Linked DNA regions of Mus musculus: region 1 is linked to region 2. Evidence: chromatin contacts called from public promoter capture Hi-C data. All regions are on one chromosome and are shown on one strand. Each heading gives the region's core, a stretch centred on a gene start, on an enhancer-like site or on the middle of the called end of the contact. The rest is flanking DNA. Distances are from core to core; before and after follow the strand shown.

Region 1 (7,270 bases), core at 1,737-4,236, 280 kb before region 2:
GTGGCTTATGAACCAAAAAAAGGAGAAACCCTGGCTTAGATAAGCTGGAAAGATTCTGCTACGGGGTTGGGACATTCTTAAAACCGCTTTAAAGTTAGGCAGAGTGGTGCATGCCTTATATTCCAGTACCCAGCAGGCAAGTGGGTCTCTGTGAGTTTGTGGCCAGCCTGGTCTACACATCGAGTTTTAGGACGCCTAGAGTTGTATAGTGAGTTCTGTCTCAAACAAAACAAACCCTCTAACAAATGCAGAGATGTCACAAATATTTTACTTACTGTCAGGGGAAAAGCTCCATTCTTATTTAAAACTTATTTATTTTTATTATTGTGTCTGCACATGTGTGCACATGTGCTTGTGCCACGGTGCATGTATGGAGGTCAGAGGACAACATGCAGGTGTTGGCTTTCTCTTACCTTTGCATGTGTTCTGGGAATGGGACAGGTTGTCAGGATTGGTATCTTTATCTACTCAGTGTCTTTATCTACCAAGCCGTGCTTGCAAGCCACTGATATCGTTTCTTAATATAAGCAAATGGAGCAAGGCTGATGCTAAAGACTTGCGATAGGCAGAGTTCCAAGGGGAAGATAAGGTGGTACACTCAGCCTTAAACATTTTGGAGGGTATCAGTGAGACAGCTCAGTGGGTAGAGGTTGCACATATGCAGGCCTGAACTTGTTTGAACTGCAAATCCCACAAGGTGGCAGGAGAGAACTGAGCCCCAAGAGTTGTCCTCTGATCTCCATATAAACACGGCAGAGATACATGTTCATATGCACCCAAATAAATGGACCTGTGTGTATGTGTGTATGTGTGCGTGTGTGCGTGTGTGCGTGTGTGTGCGTGTGTGTGTTTAGGCTAGAAGTCAGCTTTAGGTGGTGTTGTTCCAAGGAACTGTCAACTTTGGTTTTTGACTGCTCACTGGTCTGAAACTTACCAATTAGTCTATGATAGCTGGCCAGTAAGCCTCAGGAAACCTCCTGTCTCTACCTCCTTAGTGCTGGGATTATTAGCATGTGCCTCTGTGCCCAGTTTTCAATTTATTTTTTTTAACTTGGGTTCTGGGAATCAACCTCAGGTACTCATGCTTGAAGTCAGTATTTTATCAACTGAAACTATCTTCCCAGACTACAAACACAGTGTGCTTCGATGGTCTGACCCAACTCAGAAAAAACAAAACAAAACAAAACAAAACCCTAGCCTACTGGTTCCTAACCAGTGCTAGAAACACATACACACACACACACACACACACACACACCTACCCACCCGTTCAAAACTGGGACCTATTTAATCAGAATCTCTGAGTGTATAATTTGTGAATCTACACTTAAACACAAAATAAAGTAAAACAAAAATTCCCGGTAGATGTCTGGTGTTGAGCAAGTTTGGGCATCACTGACAGACTGCAGGGGAGGACTCACCAGCATGCCTTTCCAACAATTCTTCCTACCAGTGTTGTCCCTTAACTAGGCTTTGTCAGATGTTTGAAGTTGTTTTTTGGAAGGGTCCGGAGTCTAAAAGCCTTCGTAGGGGTTTGTTAAAGGCGGATCCATGCATGTCACAGTTCAGTGAAGCAGATAGTAGTTTATCTCCTCAAACTCATGCTCAGACTTAGGCTTGGATGGGCAATCATGCCATCTTTCTATACAGGCAAGGGGGACATACAGAGTGCAAATTCTCACATCTCTTCCAGACTCTTGTTAGACGATAGTTCTGTAATTTTCCAGAACATTGCTTGGCCAAGATCCCAAAGTTCTATTAATATAGTACATGGCAGGGAGTATTTGTGGTTGAAAAATGGTTTCCAAAATGAAGTTACCAACTACTTGTGCCCATTTTGAGCACTTTTTTCCCTCCTATGAAAGCAACAGGATTAAGTAGTTGCCAAATGTACACCTGTAAGCAATAAAATTAATTGCTTTGCTGTACTGTTACTGGCTATCAATCACCTTAATTTTAGAAGACATCTGCCTTGAATAATTATGCTAGTCCAAGTAGAGTTGAATTTCTTCCCGACAGCTGCTGGAGAGAGGACCCGCCCACAGAAGCCATTCCTAGTTCAGATCAATAATAGAACATTAGCATACAGCTGTAGCCAGCTTTTCACGGCTCCATTGCTTGCGACATACATTGGAGATGGTCCCACAGAGGCTTGGGACAAGTCTAGAGATATGTTATTTGACTCGTCACGGGCCACTTCAGCCTTTCTGTGAGGATCCACACCCAGCTCTCAGCAGAGACGCCCTGACCACGTTCACATCGTATGAGGCCCCCTGGACGGGCGAGCCTCGCCGCACGAGCACCGGCCGCCTGGGCCATGACTGAGAATAAGTCGGAACATCCCGTCACGATAGCGACAGTGCTGTTGAAAAGCGTTTTACTTGACACGGTGCTCGAGGCAGGCTTCCCCGCTCCGTGTCTGGGGTGCGGCCCGCGGAGACCAGGCTCCCGGGCACGCGGGCGCCGTTGTGCGGCCCCCGCTCTCCTCACAGGCCTCACTTGCGCGCGGAAGGCTGGGGCTTCGCGTTTGCTGTCGCGCTTTGTCCCGGTGCAGACCCCGTCCACCTCCTGGGTCGGCATCCCGGGCCTTAGAAAAGTTCAGCTTCTTTAGGTGTGGCGTTCGGGGCTGGGGGACCACTCGGGTCCAAGTGTGTGCCTCTGTCAGGGGCAGCCCGCCGGCCGTTGTGGTGAGTGGCCTCGCAACGCTGACTCGCCCTACCCTGAGGGAAAAGGTGGGCGGGAGGGTTAGGCAGCCTTCGAGCCCCGTTGCTATGACAACCGCAGGCAAACGGGCCTCAGGGCTCCAGCCAGCGGTCGGCCAGGCGTCCTGCGCGGAGGAGGGTCCTGGGGATGATCACGGACCCTTTTAGGAGTCTCGGGGGACCCAAACACCCGGGACCTCATTTTCCCCTGGTCTGGTGTTTGGGGTGGTCCCTTGCTGCTTGGGTCCATCTTCACTTCCTCACTCCCATCCCATGTTCGCTACAGGAAACATTTTTGAAAGTTTAATGTGATCTCACTCAGGGTAAGTGTGTGTGTGTGTGTGTGTGTGTGGGAAAACGTCCTTAAAAGCCATGGAGTTGTAAGGGCTTGGTGTCTTTTTAATTTCCTAAGAGCCTGACATCTACTAGGACCTCGTTATGTGGTAGCTTCTTAAGTCTTTTTCCTTGCACAGAGTGGATGCTCAGGAGGCAGGGCGATGTTAAGAGCAGTCTCCAGATGATTCTGAGGACAGGGAATTTAAACCTGCTGTCTCTGTTTCCTAGACGCACGTTAGAATTTCTCACACCGTTGTCGGGTGAAATGAGCCTGTATGTGGTATTGCCCTGTGAATGACAAATAGAAAGTGGTTAAGTTAGTTGTAGGGGATAATTGCACATTCGGGGTGCTCCTCACGCCTAACCACAGCGGAGGAACCTTGCCCCCCCCCCCCCCCGCTGTTTTTTGGTCTGACAACCCACCTTCAACATCAGAGCAAGATCAAGCCAGCCTATGTAGGAGGAAGGATCTGCGAATGGAATGCCAAAGCAACAGATTTTGAACTTAAGCTTGCTCTCCTTGTTCTCCAGGTCATGTCTTCAAATTGTGAGCACCACACCGAGATACTACATATCTAAAAGTCTAGTCTGTGTAAGCCACCAGTGTTCTTTTCCTAATGAATCATATATCTATATCATTTTCAAGCCAGGAATCTTGCCCTCATCAGTACCCATTTCCCTTTCTCCTATGTCCATACTGCCATGACTTTGTGTTCATTTTGTCTTCAAACCAAATATCAGATCTAACCACTTCTGTTTCTTCTTCTATCACCCTAGTCTGGGCTACCATGCTCTTACTGTGTCTCTTGAAGTTACCTTCTAATTGGTCTGAAGTCAGTGTCCCATTTTAAAGTATTCCTATTTTATCTCTTGCTCTACAGCAGGAACAATATTTAAAATTTACAAATTGATTATGCTGAGCCAGAAAAATGGCTCCTTGGGTAAATAAATGTGCTTACCACCAAGTCCGATGACACAAAATTGATCCCCAGGACCCACGTGTTGGAAGGAGAGAACAGACTCCACAAATTGTACACAAAATAGATACATAATACATACATACATACATACATACATACACACACACACACACACACACACACACACACACACACACAGCACACAGGGAGGCCCTGAATTCAATCCTAGCACTCTAAATAAATACATAAGTAAATAAATAAATTTAGGCCAGGCCTTATGGCTAGCTTCTACTTGTTTTCTTCCTGATGTAGTCTCTCAGGTAGCTGGGATTGCAAGCATGCGCCTCTGTGCTTGGGGATACATAGACTCTTCTTCAGTTTTCCATCATGGCTTTTTGTCTCACTTCAGGACCTTTGCACATGTTCCTGTCCCTGCCATTGTTGTTCTCTTTAATTAATTCTTGGTCACCCTTAATATCCCAAGGCCAAATGTTTCCTCAAAGTGATCACTATATTTGATTAATTTATCTGGAACAAACCTCCTCAAACATTGGCCCTTCCGGCACAGTTATCTCCCTTCAGTAGCATTTGTGTGTCTGGCACACGGGGGCTAGGGGCGTTAATAACGAGCTGGATGCTTGAGTTACAACTGTTTCCCCATGGCATTCAGTCGTATATGAAAATATCATGCTGTGCCTAGAAGCACAGACTACAGAACCAGACAGATGGTTTACATGTTCATTCTAGTTCTATCACAGTTCCATGCCTGAAACCCGTGGGGCTGATGTTTCATTTTATTGAAGGGTGATATGGTGGATGGATGGATCCTCTGGGATCCAGAGTGTGTATATATTGTACCCTAATGGTCTGAATAAGAATGGCATCCATAGGCTTATATCTTTGAATGCTTGTGGGTGGGCTTTGGGGTTTCAAAAGCTCAAGCCAGGCCCAATGTGTCTCTCAGCTACTCCTCTAGCACCATGTGTGCCTTGTGTCACCGCTCTTGCTCCCTGCCACACTCCCCACCATCATGGTAATGAGCTAAACCTCTGGAACTGTAAGCCAGCCACAATTCAATGCCTTCCTTACTGAGATTTGCAGTGGTCATGGTGACTCTTCATAGCAGTAGAACACCAACTAATTGAACCCTGAATGTCATCAAGTACATTAACTTTTCTATGGTAAACTGAATCCACTCTTACTTGGGATAAAGGTGATACATAGGTTGACATCAGGTTATGGCAAGGTTTAGCAACGAATAACTTACCAAAAATTTATGATAACATTTTGTTTCCATAGCATTTGAATTTTTGAATTTCAGCCTAGAATGTCAGAGTTTGTTTCAGTGTAACCTTAGTTCAGTCACCTTCTCAGTGCCTCAGATTTCTCACTGGGAAGTCAGACATGACAGTAGCACTGGTCTGCCTATAGTTGAATGCCAAATTGCTTTGAGAAGTGAGTGAATGACTCCATGTGAACTACTTGGAACAGTGAATGGTGATTAGTAACGTGTAAGGATCTGCCCTTGTACCGTCTTCTTAGCTCCACAATCACACTATGAATGAAGCTTTATTAGCTATTATTAGTGGCTATTTATATGTGAACTACCAAATGTAATGATGAATGTCTTCATAATTTAATCTTCTCATTGTGTCCTTGTTGCTTAAGATCAGTTTCTCAAAAATGGAATTACAAAGGAACAGGGATGCTGTAGTGTTCTTGAATTGTAGGTCTGCTCTGCTCTCCAAAAAGACTGTACAGTCTTCAGTCCCACTATCAGCTATGTGATGCTCATGTTAGCATTACTTAAAAAAACAAAACAAAACAAAACAAACCTTTGTCCACTTCAGATAAAGTTCCTCCTTATTTTAACTCATATTTTTATTATTTATTTGTTTAAAGATTAAAAATATCATTATTAGATATTAGCTATTTCTTTCATCCAAATTGACTATACAAGCTCTTTGAAAGATTTTCTAGATATAGTGATTGTACGCATTCATGTGTGATACTTGAATACATGCACATAGCATGTAATGATCAGATCAGGGCAACTGACATATTTGTCACTTCAGGCATGTATCACTTCAAACTGTCACCGCTCTTGTTCCCTGCCACACTCCCCACCATCATGTTTTAAGTTTTAAGTTCGTTGTCACTGAATAGAGCTGTCTGATTGAGCTGGGAATATTTGGAGTCATTCCTGCCATCCAGCTTCACCCCCGACCCACTTACTATACCGTCAGTTTTTTTTTAAACCATTGTTTGTTTGGTTTCTTTACCTCGTCTGTCCTCCTTGGCCTATGCAGTACCTTGTATCCCGGGCTTTGGCAGGAATTAACGTGTTACTGGGGCCCAGGGCAGGTTGTTACTTGCCTGTTGGCTACTGTACTAGTCAGTTTTGTGTCAACTTGACACAAGCTAGAGTCATCAGAGAGGAAGGAGCCTCGTTTGAGGAAATGCTTTTATGAGATATAGCTATAAGGCACTTTCTCTAGCAATCTGTAAGGGAGAGTCCAGCCCATTGTGGGTGATGGTGCTGGTGGTCCTGGGTTCTATAAGAAAGAGGTTAAGCAGGCCAGGGGATGCAAACCAGTAAGCAGCACTCCTCTATATTAGCTCCTGCCTCCAGAATCCTACCCTGTTTGAGTTCCTATCCTGACTTCCTTCAGTGGTGAACAGCAATGTGGAAGTATAAGCTGTTTTTTGGTCATGGTGGTTTGCTGTAGCAATAAAAATCCTAGCTAAGACAGCTGCTGAGTAAGGTAGAAAGCAGTGTTTCAGAGGTTAAGTCTCGGGTGAAATCTGAAATGTAGGCAATGCGGACCTTCAGTACAACAGGAGTGGGAAGAGAGAAAACATCCAGGTGGGAAGCAGAGGCCCAAGGGAGATGACTGGGGCTGTGCATGGCTCAAGCAGGTAGAAACTTCATTGCCTTTCCATAGGAACATTGCAGATTCATCTGTGGAAGAAAAGGGATGATGTGGCCACTATGTGAGAACCATTGGTACAGTAAGAATATTAAATCATTTGCTTTTCATACAAGGTTCCCCCCCCACACACACACACAATTTTTTGGGGGGGCAATCTTAAGGAGTGAATGCAGGGCCTCATATTATATACTCCATATCCCTTAGAACGTTCTTATGTAGAGACTAATCAACAACCATATTTTCTTTAAATTTTTTATTTTCTGACACTGGTAAGTCAAGAGGTAATGACAGAGAGCCTAGGGAGAAGGTACAGAGGGTAACAACAGTTTCATACAAGCATGAAGTCCTGGGTTCAGATACCAGCACCTACCTAAAAGGC
Region 2 (7,370 bases), core at 560-3,059:
AAAACACTTTAAATTTATTGTGACATTTGGATTTAATTAAAAAGTACATACTTAGAGAAGTAGAACATAATGGGTAGAGAGGCAGGGCGGCTTTTCCCCTCCTTTCTTCCCCAAACTAATTAGCGTTGTATTTTAAATTGTTTATGTGCCGCTAATCATTGTAATAAATCATTTATACTGAAAAAGACACACTCGACTGTGCCCGCCGCGCGGGTTCCGCTCGCCGGGCTCTATCGCGTACAAATTGATCTAGAAGTGAATTTATTAACCACTGGGGAAGAAATCATTAGTGCTTTCTCTAAACAAACATTCCCCAGGTACGCTTTATCGCCACAGTTTATGCTGTAACTAAAAGGAGCATTACCCAGGCTTTCGCTGCAATTTCCTTGAAAAGCCAGCAACCCACTCCCAAGCTAGGGGGTCCTTGCCTCCTTGCCCCTAAGTGGTCTGGGAACCCCAGCTGCTGTTCAGTGTTCCTTTTAAAAAATAAGGAGCTCCCCATGAAGTGGATCCAAGACGCTGATGCTCCTGTGGCTGTTTGTCCCCTGCTGAATGCTTCATGGTTATTGAGGTTTATATCTTAGGACCACTATGGCATAGAGAGGGCCTGAGGTTTAGGAGAAGTGGGGGAGGCTGGGCTCGCAGAAACACTGGGATCAGAAGCGTTAGAGGGTTGCTTCCCTACACAATCTGAGAAGACATCAGCCGTGGGTTGACTGTAGGTGAAAAGTCACTGGGGTTGGCCGGCCCCAGGTTGGAGCACAGGACCAAGAAGGGATACCTGGAGCACACTCTGGTGAGTGTCCTCTTACGAGCTCTGAAGCCCTTTCCAGGGTTTGGCTGGAATAATCTGATCTGCCCAGGTTCCTGGTGAGACCTTTTGCCCTGTGTATTGTGGTGACTTCACAGTCCCCCAGACATGGCCTGACAGATGACAGACAGCTTGTCCAACAGGCAGCTCCCAGCTACCCATAGCATGTGGTACAGCTGGTAGCTGCATTAGCAGGAGTCTATTCTACTGACTGCCACATAGTGGCCTCCTGCTTCCTGGAGCCTGTGATCCAGCACCTCCACCCCTACCCCCACCCCTGCTTCCCTGGGGCTGTGCTACACACACACACACACACACACACACACACACACACACACACACACACACCTGCTCCCCTGGGGGTATGTTCCAGGTCTTCTCTCTCCATTTTGCTAGAAGGGAAGTTTATTCTGAACAAGGATCTCCCCTGGGAGCCCATGGCTGGTCTAGAATCCATAGCTACCCCACCTCAGAGTCCACCATCTCAGCTGCTTGGGTCCCTCCCACTCCTACAGAGAAGGGCTATCGCAGCCTTTGGGGTGGCAACAGGAAGCCTCAGCCCTATGCTGTTGCAGCTTGTACCTAGAAGTTTCCAGTCTTTTTTTTGTTTGTTTTTGTCTTCCTCCAGTGTCCGACTCATTGTAGCTAGCAGGTGCTGTGCTCTGCTGCTTCAAGAAGGAAGCAGAGCCCAGCAGCTGGGAAGGCTGAGCCAGACTGTAGGGTCCCCTCTTTGTGCCTCCTGGAGAACACATTTAAAACTTTGAATTCAAAATTGATTTTAAAGGGCCCTAATCTCTGATCCCCGACGCTCACGGTGTGTCTGCAGCTCCTGCCAGACTCTCGTTTTCTGGTTCAGCGAGTTGGTGCTCATGTCCCTGATGCTGTGAAATTGAGACTTGTCTGAGAGTGTGAGTCCTCCTCCTCCTCTGTGGAGAGTGTAGGCCTCTTGGGAGCCCCGTTTCATTAGATGGGTGACGCTGGCTTTACAGGTGCCCACGTTGTTGCTGAGTCACCGTCTGGGGAACACAGCTTCCAGACACATCCCTCTCACAGATGTGTGGCTCCGGGTAACACATCTATAAGAACATGGGAACTGGCTTCTGCAGCCTGGGATAGGATTGGGAGACTCGGGACAGAAAAAGGCTTGGGTCTGGAGTTCTCTATAGGAAATTTCAGGGGTCTTTTCTTCCCATCGGCTCCTAAAGGCTCAGCCTCGGTTACAAGGGGAAAGTGGTCATATTTAGATACCCAGAGGGACCTTCAGAGAATAGCAAGGTACATAGGGTCTGTATGAGGAGCCAAGGGGTTCAGGACAAGCTGAAGAGGAAAGGACTGCGCTGTTGGCCTCCCACAGACCCATGAACCCTGCAGCTCTGCCTGTCACACCCTGAGCAGGTCAGAGTGTTTATGTGTAAAGGAATCATGGGGTAGAGCCCTGGGATTCACCTCTCAAAAACTCTCTTCAAAAGAGCTCAGTCCATGAAGTACTCTCTGTACAAGCATGAGGTCGAGGAGCCACATTTGATCCCTGGCACCCATTACAAACAAGCATGCATGCATGCATACATACAAGAGAAAAAAGTCGTTCGTGGCAGGCAGGACTGAGTGCTGCTACCATAGCTGTCTCTTTCTTTTTCTTAGGACCACCGAGCCACAGGTGTCTTGGGCTATGTGGCAGAGGGGCAGCAGTATGCCATCAGGGCCCTCCCTGCTCTGGGCACCTGCCTACATAAATCTGCCCACTCCAGCCAGAGATGCTTGCCAGTAATATCTGGATAGCTGCCATTAAGTCTCTTCATTCATTTATTGAAGCTATGCTTAGGGCGGCTGTCGGGTTCAGTATGAGGAGAACAGCTGTAGAGAAGACAGACCTCAAGAATTACACCTTCCAAAGGAAAACAAAAGCAATGGTCAGTTGCTATTGAAAACTCAAAAGGAAATGACAGGGAGGGAGGGAGGGAGGGAGGGAGGGAGGGAGGGAGGGAGGGAAGGAGGGAGGGAGGGAGGGAGGGAGAGAGAGAGAGAGAGAGAGAGAGAGAGAGAGTATGGTGGGTGAAAAAGTCCTCTCTGTTGATATTTAAGCCCCAGGATGGGAAGGCAACAGGCACTGAAGAGCCTGTATGTGCAATGACCCCGAGGCAGGAGGTGGATCTGGAGTGTGGTGGAGCTCACTGTGGGATGGGGAGGTGGGGGCCATACTGCATGAAGTTCTTACAGGCTGTATGCAAAGCAGGTGTGCCACGCTCACTGTACTGAAAGCTGTGGGAAGCTTTGTTCCAACCTGGGTAGTGACCAGCAGCCTGGTTTATTTGGAAAAGCTTCTCTTGCTGCTGAGTGAAGAATGAGTTGTAGAGCAGTAGGCTTGTGGGACCTGTGCCCAAAGTAGGGTGAAAGGTGGATCTGGTGGTCTGGGGGTGTACTTCAGCTGGTAGAGTGTTTGATGAGCATGCATAAAGCCCTGAGTTCGATGCCCCAGCACTACTAAACTGGGTAATGGTGATACATGCCTGTAATCCCATCACTCTGGAGGTAGTCGCAGAAGGATAAGACATTCAACATCATCCTTGGCTACATAGTGAGTTCCAGGCCACCCTGGGCTACAGGAGACCCTGCCCCTCCCCCCCAAAAAAGTAGCTCTGGAAATGGAAAGAGCTAGAAGAGCTAGCTAGGATGGGGAGCAGGAGGTGTGTGTGTGTGTGTGTGTGTGTTGTTTGATGCTGAGTTTCTCTAGGAACATGTGGTTGGGGGTGGGGTGATGGTGTGGGTACTATTAAAGGGAGGTGGGGAAGGGCACAAAGACCAGCTGGTAATCAGGGCTCCTAGCTGCTGTTTGTTTGTTTGTTTGTTTGTTTGTTTGCCTGTTTGTTTTTCCAAGATAGGGTTTCTCTGTGTAGCCCTGGCTATGCAGTAACTTGCTTTGTAGACCAGGCTGGCCCTGAACTCAGAGATCCACCTGTCTCTGCCCTGAAAATGCTGGGATTAAAGGCGTGTGCCACCACCGCCGCCTTGCCTAGATCTATAGCTTTTAAACTATGCTTGAGATTGCAGGGAAACAAACAGAAAAGATATCCATTCCTGTCATAGAGAGGGAGAGGCCGCACTAGGTACTTGCACCATACCAGTCAATGAACCTCAGTGAGCATGCACAGCTTCCTATGCGTCCAGGTCCTGATGAAGGACCAAAGAAGACCAAGGGAGTCTGTGGGTCAGCCCACGAAGCTGCCCCCCATCATGGTGTTTCCTCCTCCCAGCCTGTCTAAACGTTCTCAGCTGGCTCCTGGAATGTGTGTGTCTCCTCCCAATCCCCATAGTGAAGATAGGAGATACAGCCCTTGAGGGTAGAACCTCATGAGTGGGGTTGGTATCCTTATGCATGGGAGCCCAGAGAGTTCCCGCCTCCCTCCTGGTGTGTGAAGTTCCAGTGGGAAGACAGCTGTCCATGAGCCAGGAAACAGGCTCTTATTAGACAAAGGACAGGCCAGTGCCTTGGTTCTGACCCTCCCAGGCCCTAGTGTGGGAAAGTTAATCTGCTGCTTGCAAGCCACTGATCTGATGTTCTGTCAAAAGTGCCCAGGTAGATGAAGACTGCACGACTCTTATCCCACACTCCAGGCTGTGCAGGGCCTAGCTTTCTTCCCTAGCCAGGGCCTCGGCGCTTTCTGCCGCTTTCTGCCTCTAGACACACCAAGGTCACAGTGGTTTGGGGGGTTCCAATGCAAGATGCTAAGGACAGTTGGCCTCCCCCAAAGCCCATTGCATAAGTGCCTCCTACTCTTACTCTACTGGAATTTGCTCCCTGGGGGGCTCCACTCTGCGGAGCCTGGGTCAGCACTCGGCTTCCAAGCAGCCCACCTTGTCCTTAGTTGTCCCTGCATCATGCTCCAAGCTTTCCTCCTCAGCATGGTCTGCATGGAGCTTAAGGAAAGTACACACACACACACACACACGTTGTATAAGAAAAAGACAGGGTGATGCCATCATGGTTCTGAGACAGAGCAGGCTGGGCGTGGAAGCTTCCAGACAGCAACCTGTGCCTGTGCCACTCTTGGGTTTATCAGGGGACAGATTGCATGGGATTTCTGGCCACTGGCTCACAGTGACCCTGGAGCACTCGGGGAGGGATGATGTGGAGTGCCACCCTCCAGCTGAGTGGGATAACACTGGCAGCAGGTGCCAGGGAAACTGCCAGGCAGTTCTCTCTGTTGAAGCCAACTGGGGGCGGGCGGGGCTTGGCAATTAGGAGAACTGACATTGTTGTAGGACTGCTTTCCAGTGTCTTGTCCTGTGCCAGGCCCCCTCCAGAACCTTCCAGCAATCCCCTACCCAGCCATCTTTCACACGCAAACCCTCAGCTGTGAGTTGAGCCTTCCCTTCCACTTCTGTCACCCAGATTTGGAGCTCATCTCCCTCCCACCCCACCCCCTACCCTCCACCCCCTCCCGCAGCAGCTCTGCCTCTTCCCCAGATCTAGGGATAGACTTGCTGGATCATAGCATAGATGGCCGTACATTCTCATAGCTGATTGTCTTCAGCTACTGGGTCAAACTTTGTTATAAGGAATTCATGTCTATGATCTAAGCGAATCTTTGAAATGATTATTTAACGTAGTCTCTCCTCATTCAGTCACTGAGTAAGCTGAGGCAAAACTGGAAAAATGACAGAACTGGAATTCATGCCGAGGCCACCATGAGTCTTCAAATGCTTACTCCCAACCCACCCTCTCTCTGACTTCAGAGGTGTCAGTCTCTCCCCTGAGCTGACCCCCATTTCATTAGTTCAGCCGTCTCCCAGCTTTACTTCCCATGTGTCAGTAGGGAGCTGGAGGCTAGGGGAGCCTCTATTTCCCCCCCTCCCTTGACCTAGTAAACACCACACTGCAAAAGGACTCACAGAGAGGTCATTACGAGTGGATGGACTGGGTGACCATGGCCATGCGTTCCAACAGTTGTTCCTCTTGGCTTTTGATTCCAAATGAGTAGGAAATGCTATTAGCTCTGGCCTCACCTGCCACGTGGCGGGGCCTGGGATAGAAGTGCACTGAGACGAGAAATTGTGGAGATAAAACCAGTGTGAAATGGAAGCCGCCTCGCAGGCTGTGCGGGCGGGCCTGTGCGGAATAGTTACTTCTGAGAAAACGAGATTGCGAGAGAGAGATGAGGCAGAGTTAGATTACACTTTCAAATTGCCTTATTCAAGGGGTTTGATGCCTAGGAGGGGCACAGATGGGCTCTGCTGGGGTTCTTCTCTGCAGCTCCACATCTGGGATAGGCCCAGGTGGATGGCAAGAGCCCTGATCTATGACACCCTCTGAGTCCTACTCTCAGCTGCTGAGGTGGGAGGGGATGATGACAGGGCTGAGCGCTGGGGGATTCATGTGACTTCTGCTTCCTCCTGTACCCAAGGTGCCAGGTTTTGTTCCAATCCGAGTTTGTTTTAGAGTGATGGGTGTGACAGTCCATGTCTGTGTGCACCTGTGCCTCCTTGGTGGAGATTTACATCAGCTCATGAACCTGTGTGTGGACCCAGTCATGCATATGCACACTTGCAAGCATGAATGTGCCTCCAGATGTGTTGCTGAACACCTGGTGTGTGTCCGTTCCAAGCTGGGCACTGATAGAATTTATGGTGGGGGAGAATAAAATGGACATAGCCCCTTCTTGTGTGGCCCTGTGATTCCATGACTGTGGAGGAGTACTTGTGTGCTCCACCCATGTGTCTTGCGGCTGAGTGCATCTTCATACTTTGCAGTGTCTTCCAACCTTCATGAAGTCTCCTGTGTGAGTCGCTTTAGCATTCATCGATACAGCGCTGCCTTGGAGCAGAGAAAGTCACATGCTTGGGCTCCAGAGATAGACTGCCAAGGTTCAAATCCCAGCTCTGTTTCCTGCTTACAGACAAGTTGGGAACCTTTTCCACACCTCACTTTTTAGAATGGGAGTGATGGTAGCAGTTAACACAGCAGTGGGTAAAAGCCTTAGGGTGCTAGGTTGTACTGCCCAGCCCAGAGTCCCTGCCTGTCACAGGGGCAGGGATGCCCATGGTGAGAAAGGAGAACCCAGAAGGCAAGAGGCATCCTTGTGCTATGAGGCTCTGAACAGGGCTTACAAGTGAGTCTCCTACTTCTCTGGCTGACTCTGGAACCAACATGGAGGTCCTTTAAGGGATTATGAGGGATACTAAGGCTATTCGTAGCTGGTCCCCCAGAACACTGCTCAGAATCTGAGCCCCACAGCTGTCCTCTCTCAATCGCCTGGCTGCTGGAGCTGCCTTTTGGGAAAGCAAGCAGGGCTGACTTCCTCCTGGACATGTTTGCTCTGGCCACTGGACTGGCTGCTGGATGGCATTGAACTCTGACCAGAAGCCTTGTGACTCTGACCACAGTGGCAGGTTCATATCCATTAGCTTCTCTGCAAAGGAAGTGTCTATCCCTACTGTAGGATCCCGAGGTGGGGCTATGACAGGTGAACTTTGCTGTGCACTGGGTCAGAGACATGCATCTAACTTGACTGCCAGGCTCAACTAGTTCTAAAGACTCCTTTATTACTCATGGATGCTCTCT

What was found. Promoter capture Hi-C pulls out the DNA fragments that hold promoters and counts their contacts.
Region 1: a promoter capture Hi-C map of neural stem cells shows a contact between it and region 2. The contact joins the promoter of 1700095J03Rik here to the enhancer-like site in region 2. A contact is called at or near these places in 20 of 39 promoter capture datasets (the 3T3-L1 cell line, 3T3-L1-derived adipocytes, the C10 cell line and 12 more), 95 of 484 Hi-C or Micro-C datasets (the 3T3-L1 cell line, the 63-12 cell line, B cells and 62 more), 20 of 115 datasets of contacts at active chromatin or transcription factors (PVALB interneurons, bone marrow-derived dendritic cells, craniofacial prominence and 12 more) and 4 of 9 other capture datasets (adipose tissue, embryonic stem cells, liver and 1 more).

The regions. Positions count from the first base shown.
Region 1 is chr7:109,434,334-109,441,603 of GRCm38.p6, reverse strand. 1700095J03Rik (RIKEN cDNA 1700095J03 gene) reads right to left here and starts at 2,986. Exons shown (of 2, transcript NR_152110.1): 1 at 1,422-2,986. Stk33 (serine/threonine kinase 33) reads left to right here and starts at 2,551. Exons shown (of 14, transcript NM_054103.1): 1 at 2,551-2,687.
Region 2 is chr7:109,148,935-109,156,304 of GRCm38.p6, reverse strand. The region is part of intron 1 of Lmo1 (LIM domain only 1); the gene reads left to right. Gm44781 (a long non-coding RNA gene) reads right to left here. Exons shown (of 4, transcript XR_003946852.1): 4 at 5,724-6,623. Among named protein-coding and RNA genes, the nearest start is that of Gm44781, 9.8 kb to the right of the region's middle. Within about 2 kb of position 1,809, at least 13 of the 459 cell types and tissues checked have an H3K27ac peak or open chromatin away from gene starts, as enhancers often do. A contact at or near this core is called in the N1E-115 cell line, neural stem cells, oligodendrocyte precursor cells and 1 more, where this site is marked.